Linked DNA regions of Zea mays: region 1 is linked to region 2. Evidence: chromatin contacts called from public Hi-C data. All regions are on one chromosome and are shown on one strand. The core of a region is the stretch at or near the end of the contact, and the rest is flanking DNA. Distances in the headings are between cores, read along the strand shown.

Region 1 (2,700 bases), core at 194-2,693, 150 kb before region 2:
ATACTACGGAGGCTATGGTACCTTTTTGAGAGTCGATGGTGCTCTATCGCCAATGGGGATGGGGTGGTCTATACTCCTAGTAGATCCGGAGTAGGAGTACTAGTGCTGTAGGGTGCACTAGGGGAAATGATGGTGCCAGATTTGGGGGGGAGGTCCGGTCGGGGTCAAGTCGCGACGACGCGGCCTGAGCCTGAGCCACCCGTCGCCTCCAGGCAGCCATGTGAGCCCCGCCGCGGTGACACGGACCCAGGAAAGGCAGCAGCACGTTTCGTCTCCCCGTTGGCTGCTTCGCGTGCCGGCGGTGTGGGACCCGGCCAGCAGTGACGGAGCTACTCTGTCTGTGTGCCTGTGTGGGCTACTGCCAATCCCCCGCGATAGCAGCAGGCTCTGCAGCCGCGGGCATCTGCATCTGTGCCTGTGCGCCTTGGCGAGCGGGCATCAGCCTTTTTGGCACAGTTTGTGACTTGCAAACCGTTCTATCTGTTGTTTGCTGCTACGAGAATACGAGATGACTCTTATATTCTCTCTCTCTCTCTCTCATTCGAATAGGTATCTTATTTGAATTGTCTAGTTAATAAACTGGTCCTTGGTTTGAGGGTGGACTAACTAAAAGTCGTGTCAGTGTCTGTAGCCAATCGTAGAAAAGGATCCAAACAGGATCCGTATAAACAGCATGATATAATACTCCCTCACTAGACAGAATGACATCACGCCAAACTCCTGTCCTGTTTCTTCCCCCCCCCCCCCCCCCCCCCCACCCCCCAAAATCCTGCAAAGTCAGCTTGACGCGCTCGATCTGCATCCTGCAATTTCTTTTCTTTTTTACAGGCTATAAAAAAAGAGAGAGAGGAAAACCCAGACGACCAAATGCTGCGGCCATGGCCAGAATTTCGGAGCTTATCGTCTTATCCGATGGCCTTGCTTGCCTTCTTCTTTTATCCAGCACCAGCACCAGCACCGCCGTTTTTTGTCACGTTCACACATGCATGACGCGTCTACATCTACTGTACGTACTAGTAGTGCAAACAGCAAACGCCAGTGGCCAGTGGCCACGGAGCTAGCTGCCGCATTTCGGCAACGGCAACTCGTTTCTGCGGTCATTTTGTGAGCTCGGATCGAGTGAACGTAAGAACGCTCGTCGTTTTGTGAGGTCGTGTAGGGAGTGCCGTGCACACTGCGAGATACTCGTACGTAGTACTCCCTCCGTTTCTTTTTATTAGTCGCTGGATAGTGTAATGCGTAGAGTTTGCTTTGCGCAGCGAAGATCCGTCTGTATCCCCGTTAAGGTTTTCATATAATGAAAAAAAAAGGAGAGGAACACGGCGGAGGGAGGGATGAAGCGATGCGTGCGTGCCATGGAGCAGATTCGTTTCGCTTTTTGCCGCCATTTTTATTTATAAGGGGCAAGAGGCAAGACGAGCACCGCAACACTCTCTCTCACACACACCTGGCAACCTCCCTAGACCTGGAGCGCACGAGAGAGAGATAGAAGAGAGACGGACCGACGACCGACGGCGATCTCGATCGGTAGGCAGCCGTTGCTTCTTCTTGCTTGGCGGGCGGGGCGGCCACCATAGCCCTCTGTAGCTCTTGCCGGCTTTCCTTGTGCTCCTTGGAATCTCGCCCTGCATATCTTGTACTACAGTAGCTAGCTCCTCTGCTACTGTAGAGCTACAGGCAAGAGGGAAGCAGGCAGCGACCGAGCTCTAGCTGCCGGCTGTGCGACTGCGAGCTAGAGAGAGAGAGAGAGGGTGCGGGCGACGGACGGAACGGAACAGAGGAGCCTAGTACTTGTTGTCCGCTGTCTTTCGTCCGTGCGACTGGACCTTATTCCCTCACACCTGCAGCTTTGAGGCTCGGCCGTCACGTAGTAGTACGTGTACGTTTCAGGGAGGGAGCCTTCTGACCTCTTGTTCCCTTGCCGCCTTTTGGTCACCTCGGGCACCGCGAGGCGCAGCACCTGTGCTTCCTTCCGTCGTCTTCCTGCCTCCTCTTCTGTTCACCGCTCTGGCGCTCTCCTATACTCTTCTCTCTCTCTCGCTGAGGCAGGCGGGGGCAGCCTTTCCTCCCCGGTCGCCATCCTCGTTTATATACACACACCCTCTCTTGCCGAACCACTGCTCGCTTCTCTGCCTGCTTCTGCTTGAGTCGTGCCAGTGACCCGTGACCGTGACCGCGAGCTTCAGGGACGCGGGCGGCGGCGATCATGGCGTGGCGCGGCCCGCTCGGAGCCGGAGAGGAGGCCCTGGACAGCGGCCTCGAGCTCAGCCTCGGCCTCCCGGCCTACTTCGCCCGGCCTTCAGGTGTTCGTCTGCCACGATTGGAGCTAGTAGTACACTTCTTGTTTCCTGTCGCAAATGGCTACGTGGTTCCATGTTCTGACGTTTGGTAGCCTCAGGTTTGGACGCCGCCAGGGAGGAGCCCGCCGAGGCCTCTGCCTACGCTATCCAGGCCGCCAGTGGGAGCAATGTCTCCAAGGCAAGGTGGGTGGTGGTGGTGGTGGTGGTGCCGGGCTGCCGGGTGTTGCTGTTGTTCTCTCTGTTCGCTTTTCTAAAAGGCAACTGTCTAAAGGTCCATTTTTTTTCTTAATGGTCGTTCAATTCAATCCGCCAGGGTCAGGCCAGCGGGCGCGGCGCCGGTGGTGGGGTGGCCGCCGGTGCGGTCGTTCCGGAGGAACCTGGCCGCCTCCTCCTCCAGGCC
Region 2 (2,700 bases), core at 81-2,580:
GAGTGCTGTACGACATGCACAAGTCAAACTGGTGTGGCGTTGGCGTTCACGAGATGGGCAATCAAGCTGGCGGGAAGGAGCTTCATACTCATTGGTTGCACGTCGTACTTGTTATATCTGAGCGTATCCCATCGGATGCAAATAAATAAATAAATGAAACTTGGCGCTACATATATATACTAATTGCTCGTACATTGCTACGGTTGCTCGTATATTGCTAATGATCCAAGGGCTCAGGGTCGTTCATGCCCTAATGTTGTTGAAAATAAGAAAAAACGAAGTCATGGAAATAGATAGGCTTCTACGATAAGTCTTTGGTTGTTTTTGGTTTAATCCGTGCTAGATGTTTGCCACTGGAGGGCTTTGGTAGTTGTTTTTATGTTTCTTTTCTTTTTGTCTAGCTAGTACAGTTTATAGCGTAAATAATGTTTTACATGCGCGTATCCCATCGGATGAAAAAAAAAAAAGAAAAAAAGAAATTTGGCGCTACATATATACACTAATTGCTCGTATATTGCTAATGATCCAAGGGCTTAGAGTCGTACATGCCCTAATGTTGCTGAAGATAAGGAAAAACGAAGTCATGGAAACAGAGAGGCTTCTACGACAAGTCTTTGGTTGTTTTTTGTTTAATCCTAGCTAGATGTTTGTCACTGGAGGCTTTGGTACTTGTTTTTATATATGTTTCTTTTCTTTTTGTCTAGCTAGTACAGTTTATAGCGTAAATAATGTTTTGCGTGATTATATATATGCACGATCCAACAGTATCATAAACGGATAACCGAGCTAGTCGAGCATGGGTGTCGGCGTTTGTATCAAACCTCTGTATGCTTTTTATACAAAAACAAGGTACTTCTGCCTCTTTCAAAAAATTGGTTCGATAAAACACAAACAAGCAGAGACTATGCCAACCCAATCTAACCTAGCTGACTGGAGCTGATATAAACCAGGTCAGAACGCGATATCAGCCAATCAAAATCCATGCTGGACACACACAGGCTGCCAAGACGCAGATCATGCAGTGCAGCACAGTTGAAGTATGAGAGACACCTGCGCCAAATTAAGGACAAACCTTTTTTGTAAATTTCACCGCACCATCTTGCTCTCTTTGCAGGTACGAAAGCTTTCTTGACTTTGTGTTTTTTTATAATATATATACTTTATAAATTAAGGACAAAGCATGGAGTACTTTATTATGATCACAGTTGTATAATATACAAGTGTCAGTATCATAGTATGTCCCTGCCCTTGCGATCGCGATACATCCATCCATCACACTCACACGACTAGTAGTACTACCACTGCAACTGCACATCAGTAGTACACGAGCCACGACGTCACTGCCGCCATTAGACACATCACCGCCAGCAGCAGCGCCAGCACCTTCGTCGCGCCTTTTGAACTGATCCTGCCGCTTTTTGAACTCATCGTCCACGGCGCACGCACCAACTCAAAAAAACCTCTTGGATTTGGGACGGCGACGCCCATTTCTTTTTTCTTTAATCCCGTCGTCCATCTCGTGCCTTTGCGCAGCCAGCTACTAGGGCGTCAGCTAAGTCGGTTTACACGCCGCACAAAAAACACACGAATATTCAGCTAGTAGCAGCGTGAGGAGAGGAGAGGGTCCCCCGACCCGTCGTCCATCTCGTGCCTTTGCGCAGCCAGCTACTAGGGCGTCAGCTAAGTCGGTTTACACGCCGCACAAAAAACACACGAATATTCAGCTAGTAGCAGCGTGAGGAGAGGAGAGGGTCCCCCGACCCGTCGTCTCTGCCTTCTTGCGCTGCATCTTTCCGGGTGCTCTTGTCCGCTAATGGCCCGCCCTCCTCTCGTTTTATTCCAAACCCGCTCCTCCCCTGCTTTCCCTCTCTTATTCAAACTCGCAGTCCCAGTCCCAGGCTCCATTTTTCTAACTCCACCGGCCGTTGCCACCCCCTCACTTCAGCTGCTTCTAGTTCTACCGCACCTCAGTGACTCAGTCCCCCGCTAGGCTCGGAGCGGAGCGGAGCCGAGCTTCACTTGCCGGCTGCGAATTCCGGGGATGGGCAAGGCGGCGAGGTGGCTCCGCGGCCTGCTCGGCGGCGGGAGGAAAGACCAGGAGAGGCGGGCCTCGCCGGCGCCGCCCACCGCGGACAGGAAGCGCTGGAGCTTCGCGAGGTCCTCGCGGGACTCGGCCGAGGCCGCCGCGGCGGCGACCGAGGGCTCCGTGCGCGGCGGTGGCAACGCGGCGATCGCGCGGGCCGCCGAGGCCGCGTGGCTCAAGTCGCTCTACGACGACACGGGGCGGCAGCAGAGCAAGCACGCCATCGCCGTCGCCGCGGCCACAGCGGCGGCGGCGGACGCGGCCGTGGCCGCCGCGCAGGCCGCGGTCGAGGTCGTCCGGCTCACCAGCCAGGGCCCGGTCTTCGGCGGCGGAGGGCCGGTGCCCGTGCTGGACCCCCGCGGCCGCGCCGGCGCCGCCGTCAAGATCCAGACGGCATTCAGACGCTTCTTGGTCAGTGGCTGGCTAGCTACCTGGCTTTCTCCTCTTGATTGATCCCTCCTTCGTCTTCCACTCTTTCTTCTTCTGTGGTCACTCACTCCACAAACACATTACACATACGCGCACAGACACAGGGGACCATGCAACAGTCGGCTCGTCTGAATACTGTTCCACTGTTCACTAAAGATTCTTTTTTGCCCCCTCCCCTGTACCAATTA

What was found. A called contact is a pair of places that touch in the nucleus more often than the background predicts.
Region 1: a Hi-C map of leaf shows a contact between it and region 2, with 4 times the contacts expected there. The contact joins the promoter of LOC100274580 here to the promoter of LOC103649639 in region 2. A contact is called at or near these places in 2 of 25 Hi-C or Micro-C datasets (both in leaf).

What each region holds. Positions count from the first base shown.
Region 1 is chr3:7,050,363-7,053,062 of Zm-B73-REFERENCE-NAM-5.0, reverse strand. It overlaps LOC100274580, which reads left to right and starts at 1,443. Exons shown (of 6, transcript NM_001148933.1): 1 at 1,443-2,303; 2 at 2,399-2,483; 3 at 2,614-2,700. The coding sequence starts at 2,207.
Region 2 is chr3:6,902,065-6,904,764 of Zm-B73-REFERENCE-NAM-5.0, reverse strand. It overlaps LOC103649639 (protein IQ-DOMAIN 14), which reads left to right and starts at 1,330. Exons shown (of 3, transcript XM_008675371.4): 1 at 1,330-2,494. The coding sequence starts at 2,042.